Linked DNA regions of Oryctolagus cuniculus: region 1 is linked to region 2. Evidence: chromatin contacts called from public Hi-C data. All regions are on one chromosome and are shown on one strand. The core of a region is the stretch at or near the end of the contact, and the rest is flanking DNA. Distances in the headings are between cores, read along the strand shown. Region 1 holds the start of KLF7 (KLF transcription factor 7). Region 2 holds the start of LOC100351745 (small ribosomal subunit protein uS17m).

What was found. A called contact is a pair of places that touch in the nucleus more often than the background predicts.
Region 1: a Hi-C map of an unstated tissue shows a contact between it and region 2, with 2.2 times the contacts expected there. The contact joins the promoter of KLF7 here to the promoter of LOC100351745 in region 2. A contact is called at or near these places in 2 of 6 Hi-C or Micro-C datasets (ear pinna and an unstated tissue).

Annotation. Positions count from the first base shown.
Region 1 is chr3:32,708,070-32,710,769 of mOryCun1.1, reverse strand. KLF7 (KLF transcription factor 7) reads right to left here and starts at 1,340. Exons shown (of 4, transcript XM_051848248.2): 1 at 696-1,340. The coding sequence starts at 797. LOC127491571 (a long non-coding RNA gene) reads left to right here and starts at 1,265. Exons shown (of 2, transcript XR_007920306.2): 1 at 1,265-1,427.
Region 2 is chr3:32,520,690-32,523,389 of mOryCun1.1, reverse strand. LOC100351745 (small ribosomal subunit protein uS17m) reads right to left here and starts at 1,441. Exons shown (of 1, transcript XM_002712601.5): 1 at 803-1,441. The coding sequence starts at 1,404. The coding sequence ends at 1,012. It overlaps LOC103348862 (a long non-coding RNA gene), which reads left to right. Exons shown (of 5, transcript XR_011387574.1): 3 at 2,696-2,700.

The DNA of each region.
Region 1 (2,700 bases), core at 91-2,590, 190 kb before region 2:
AGGGGCAAAGGGTGTTTTCTCTCCGGAGGCATTACACTGGGGAAGCCCAGGATGCATTGTCAGCCCAAGACAGACACATCTTCCATCCTCCTTGTAGATATCCCTGAGTATCTTTTGTCACTTGCTCTGCTGCCTTCTGCCCACGTTCTAATCTCAAAAGCAAGCTCCTATTCCTTTATTGACATTAGCTCCTTACCGGGAAAACACTCCTGCCCCAACATCCCCCACCCCCATCTGACAGTCGTCAGCACCAGTTGAAAGAGATGAACCTGATTAAGGTACCAAGAAGGTAGAGCTCCTGCACGTACTGACGTGGTATCCTGTCAGCGATCGCTCCTAAAACCCCAAACCCCCTTCCCACCCGGCTCCTCCGAACCCCAGAAGTTCGGCAGATCTGTTCGGGGAGGGGGGTGGGTGACAGGGAGCCCCCACAACGTGTGCGCAAGGATGTGTGTTGGTGACTGAAACGCAGGCAGCTGGGACCCGCTGCTCCGCAAAGCACACTACCGGTACTGGGGCCGGTGGAGAGGTAAGCGCATAGGACTGTTGCAGAAAACATTTTAAACAAAATACAGTCCAAAGAGATATAAAAGAAAAATAAAATGAACAAACAAAAATTCAACCCCAGCCCACACCAACGCAGCCCCTTCGTCTCCACCGACACACGATTTACACAAGTAATTTAAATCATTCACCTGCTGCCAGGTCTCCTCCAGGGATGGCAAAGCTGAGAAGTAGCCGGTGTCGTGGACAAGTTGTAGCTCCTGGAATATACTATAACTAGCCAACACGTCCATGCTGCTGCCGCCGGGCACAACGCGAGGAGACACCCTCCCCCGGACACAGTCGGGGCTGTTTGTTTGTCAGTCTGTCTGGCTCACCCCCCAAGAAGGCAGACATCCAGTGGCCCTTTTGTTTTTGTTTTGTTTCAGTCAACTATAAAGGAAAAAAAAATCAATGCAGGAGAGAGGGAGCGAGGAGGTGAGAGAGGAGAGAGTGAGCGGGGTGGATGGAGCGAGGCATCCAGCGTGTACAGTGCAGACGGCTGCCAGGAAAGGGGACTTCACGGGAGTAACAATTCCCTTCCAGGGCTCTGATCACTCCGGCGCGTGGATCAGGACGGGGGATGCAAACTCACTGACACGAAGCTGCCATCTATTTCTGCAGCGCTGTTCGCTCCTAATGCAATCTTTGCTCTTTATTTTGGGAGGTTGCATTTTTTTTTCTCGCGATCGCTTCTCTCTCTCCCCCTTCCCTTCCCTCCCCACCCCCCACCCCAGCCTTGCTAGTTTGTAGTCTCTCCCCCCTCCCCTTTTCTCCTCCTCCTGCTCTTCCCCCTCCCCAAACTCCCTCCCTCCGCCCAGCTCTGCGCGCAGCCGTGGGATCTCGGAGGAGGGCGTCTATTAGGCCGCGTGTGACCATGTAAGGTAAACAGGGGGCTCATGAAGTCACTCAGGGCCAATGGGGAGCGCGGAGCGGGGCCCGGGGCGGAGCCTGGCCCCGGCGGCGGGCACCGATTGGCGCGCTGCGGATCTCCCTGCTGCCTTACAAGGCGGCGCGATGCGAGCTATTTTTAGAGGGCTATATAAGGGGGTTGAGGCGGCCGCGCTGCGGCCGGGGAGCGTGAGCGCGAGGGACGGGGCGGGCTGCGGCGACGCTCGCGCCGGCTCCCGGGACGCCGAAGCGGCCGGGCTCGGGCTGCGCGCCGGCCTCCGACCCGCGCCCTGGTGCCCGATGGAGCCCCGCGCGCTCGCAGCCCGCGTCCCTAGGCGGGCAAGGGGTCGCGCGCTGCCGTAGTGGTCCTGACGCGACCGGGCAGGAGAGTGCTGGGTTAGGGAGGCTTCCTGCAGGAGAACCGGGCTGGGAGGCGCGGGGAAGCCGGCGGGGGCGAGGACATGTCCCACCCCGCCTCCTGCCGTGGCCCTGGCGGGCGACCGCGAGCGAGAGGCGGCGCCAAGGAGGTCCTCACGTACTCATAAACAAACAGAAAAGGGAGGAAAGGCACCAAAAGTCCCTTCACGAATTCCTCACGGCTGCCATGGTGCAGGGCAGCAGCGCCTGAGGAGGAAGTGCCACACAATGGCAGAGAACAAAGGCGAGCGGTGTGAGGAGAGCCGCCTGCGCCCGCCCCCGCGCCGCGCGCTGTCCCCGCCCCGTGCGCGCGCCCGCCACTTCCCGCGCGCTCCTTCCGACCCGGCCGGGGTGACTGCGAGGGGCGCTAGGGCTTGAGGGCGGCGTCGGAGACTGGAGGTGGCGGGGCCTTGCTGTGTGGCTCTCGGCCGCGGTGTCTGCACGCTGCGTTGAGGCGAGGAGCCTTAGGAGCCGGCGCATAGACACAAATAGGAGACATGGTGTTAGCTGAGCTGTGAGGGCTGACCAAGGGCTTGCTTGACCTTAAATGGTTAGTGTTGGTTCAAGTTTCCCCCAAATGCACTGTGAACAGAACTTCTACTTTTTGAAAGATTGCAGAATTTTGTACTTCGTTCTAGCCATAACGGAAGGAAACACATTCACCTTAATCCACTTCCTCCTGTCGCCTTCCTTTCACTACATGGGACTTGGTATCACAATATGGGAAAGATTCTGCTTTGTGGAACAACTTGAAATTTAGTATTTACCAGGGAAAATGAAACAGGAATAACTGGAATGGAGGAATGTCTGACTAATTTACTTGTTAGCATCTGGAATTCTGGTTGGGCA
Region 2 (2,700 bases), core at 192-2,691:
GTGTCTTTCGTTATGAATTTTTTTTCAGGATGTCAGAGTGATATAACAGGAAAAAAAGTCTGTGTAAAGTTCATTGGGTACCTCAGGGATATGTATTATCAAATGACACAGTCTTATTGTCACCTGGTGTCTCATGACTTCAGCTGGCTCCGGTTCTTTGCATTTCCCTTTCCGCAGGGATCTTTGCCATCTTTACATTTAACACATCTCTGTTGACGGACCGGCACTATTAAGCTGGTGCCTTGACAGCCACGTAGACAAGAGCCCAGGATATATGACATGTAAAGGTGAAAGGACAGTGACTAAGGGGAGCAAATGAGCTTTTAAATGAGCCTGACACCATCCAGCTAGTTTTCATATTGCCTCCTGTGAGAAATCTTGACATATTGGTACATTGCTGTGAGTTATTTCTTTATATGTTGGTGGAGAGTGTTATCTAGGACTACAAACTTATTTTATTTTAAGCTCAATGACATTTCATCAACAGTTAACACAGCATGGGTAGTTCAAACTCACTTCAGTCCAAGACATGAGACACCACCCCCCCGCCAGGATTTTGCTGCTTTTTTTATTTGTTCACTTGAATAGATAGCTCTCTGACTTTATCTACTTTTGATAGTTTCTCTTTTTATACAGCTTTGGTATTTTTTGGCCTCTATGAGGGTATTTCAAAGTTCATGGAAAATGTAATTAGATAATTTATTGGGGTAACAATTTTTGAAATCATTTATATAATGGGTCTTCAAAACATTCATGGAAATGTGTACTATGAAAACATAATGCATGGATTTTTTTTTTAGCATAACATAAAAGTATCTTTACTTAAAATCTGAAACTTGATCATGAGCTTTTACGAAAAGGTATAACAAGCCCTTTACCTCATTTACTTTTAGCTATTTCATAAATACTACAGCAGACGCTGGACGGTGTGTGATGAACGGTAGGCAAATTTCGTTTTCCACAAAGCAAATGTGTCAGTCTTTCCCTTTGGCTCCTCCTTCCAACCCTCCTTCACTGTGTTGAGGAGATATTGAGTTCTTCCAGATTTTTGGTTAGGGGGGTGGTTTCCACACTGACTGGACTCTCCAGGTAGGTGGTGCCTGCACAGGGTTTTCCTGTCACTGGATCTATCACTCTTCCAACTTTGAAAACAATCTCAGCCAGTTCATGCTTCACGTGCTTTGTCCGTGGGACAGGTAAAGCTTTGAGAAGCACAATATCCCCAACAGTGCACTGCTGAAGAGCATCGTGAGCAAAGTAGGTTTTTCTCTTATTAAAGTACTTTAGTAAGTAGGGATCCAGAACAAGCCTGGTCACCCTCACTTTGGCAGTTTTTTGCATTGCTGTCCCAATCACTTTCCCCACAATCCATTTGGCATGGACGGATGAACGAGTTACTGACATTATGTGGCTTTGGTCACCTCTCAGTCCTGCTGGGTAAACTCGCCAATGCATGGATTTAAATTTTCTTTTGCATCAAAATAAAATCATCTTTTAATTCTATTTCTCCATGAACTTCTTAAGTGCTCTGATGTTTTTTCAGTCCTCTATTACTTGGCATATTGTTTATTTCACCATGACATTTATGTATTGTATTTATATATTTAGTAATGACAACTCATTCACTTCAGTTGTCCATGTTAGCTGTGCCTAAAGAGGGGAGCCATTACTCTCTTGCTCAGGGTTGAGGGTAACGTGGCATAGAATGGAACGGAAGTGGAGACAGTGGTTAAGGATTCTCTGGGATAACTCTACCTGGTGGACCTCTTTCTCAACCAGAAGAACTGGACTCAAACAGATAGGGCTCATGTTGAACACTCAGAGAATTCTCTCAATATGAAACTGAGTCTTGTCGCCTGGAACTTGACAATGATTTCAGAAACCATTGGTCTTGATCTCAATTCAAATATTAACATTCTGGACAAAAGCCAAAATAAATTGATATATCTTTTCTAGTTGTAGTTTAATTTTATTTGGTTTTAAGTTCTCATAGTTGATATCTGCCGACCTATATGCTCAGCCATACATTTAATCTGATTCTGTGATCAAGACAGCTGAAAACCACGGCAATTTCCCTGTTATCAGTAAGTTCAGCCCATATATAAACTCAATCTGCTTTTCAACATCTTGGTGACAGTTTCTCATCTGTAATGTAAGAAAATGTCTCATTCACAAATCATTGAAAGAATCACATAATGAACAAGACTGCACTGTATTTTGTGATTGACAACATATATTTCCTTAATAAAACAATGCAAACATCCAAGAAGATGGGCAGTAGATTTCTTGGGTACTGTAGCACTTGCTGGTGCTGATAAGAATTTGTCAATGAGAGCAACTGTATTCATGAAAAAGACTAAGCACTGACTTTAGCACTTCTATATGGATTATAATTTCACCCTCCTTTTTAAAAAAATCATGGAAGTCTAACACATACAGAAAAGGAGGATAAGTACTACAGTATAATGAATTCTCACCAACAGTCCTCAGTAGAAGCAGCACACCCTCAGCACCCCAGAAGCTCCCTCGCATGAGCCCCAGGATGCATTCCTTCGAGGAAGCTACTGTCCTGACTTCCAACACCATAGATCTGCTGTGCCTGTTAATTATACAGCATTTGGACAGACCCCTCTGGGACTTTCTTAAGCTTATCACTGAAGAAAGTCTGAGCCCTGAAGACATGTATTCTTTCTAGGTTGA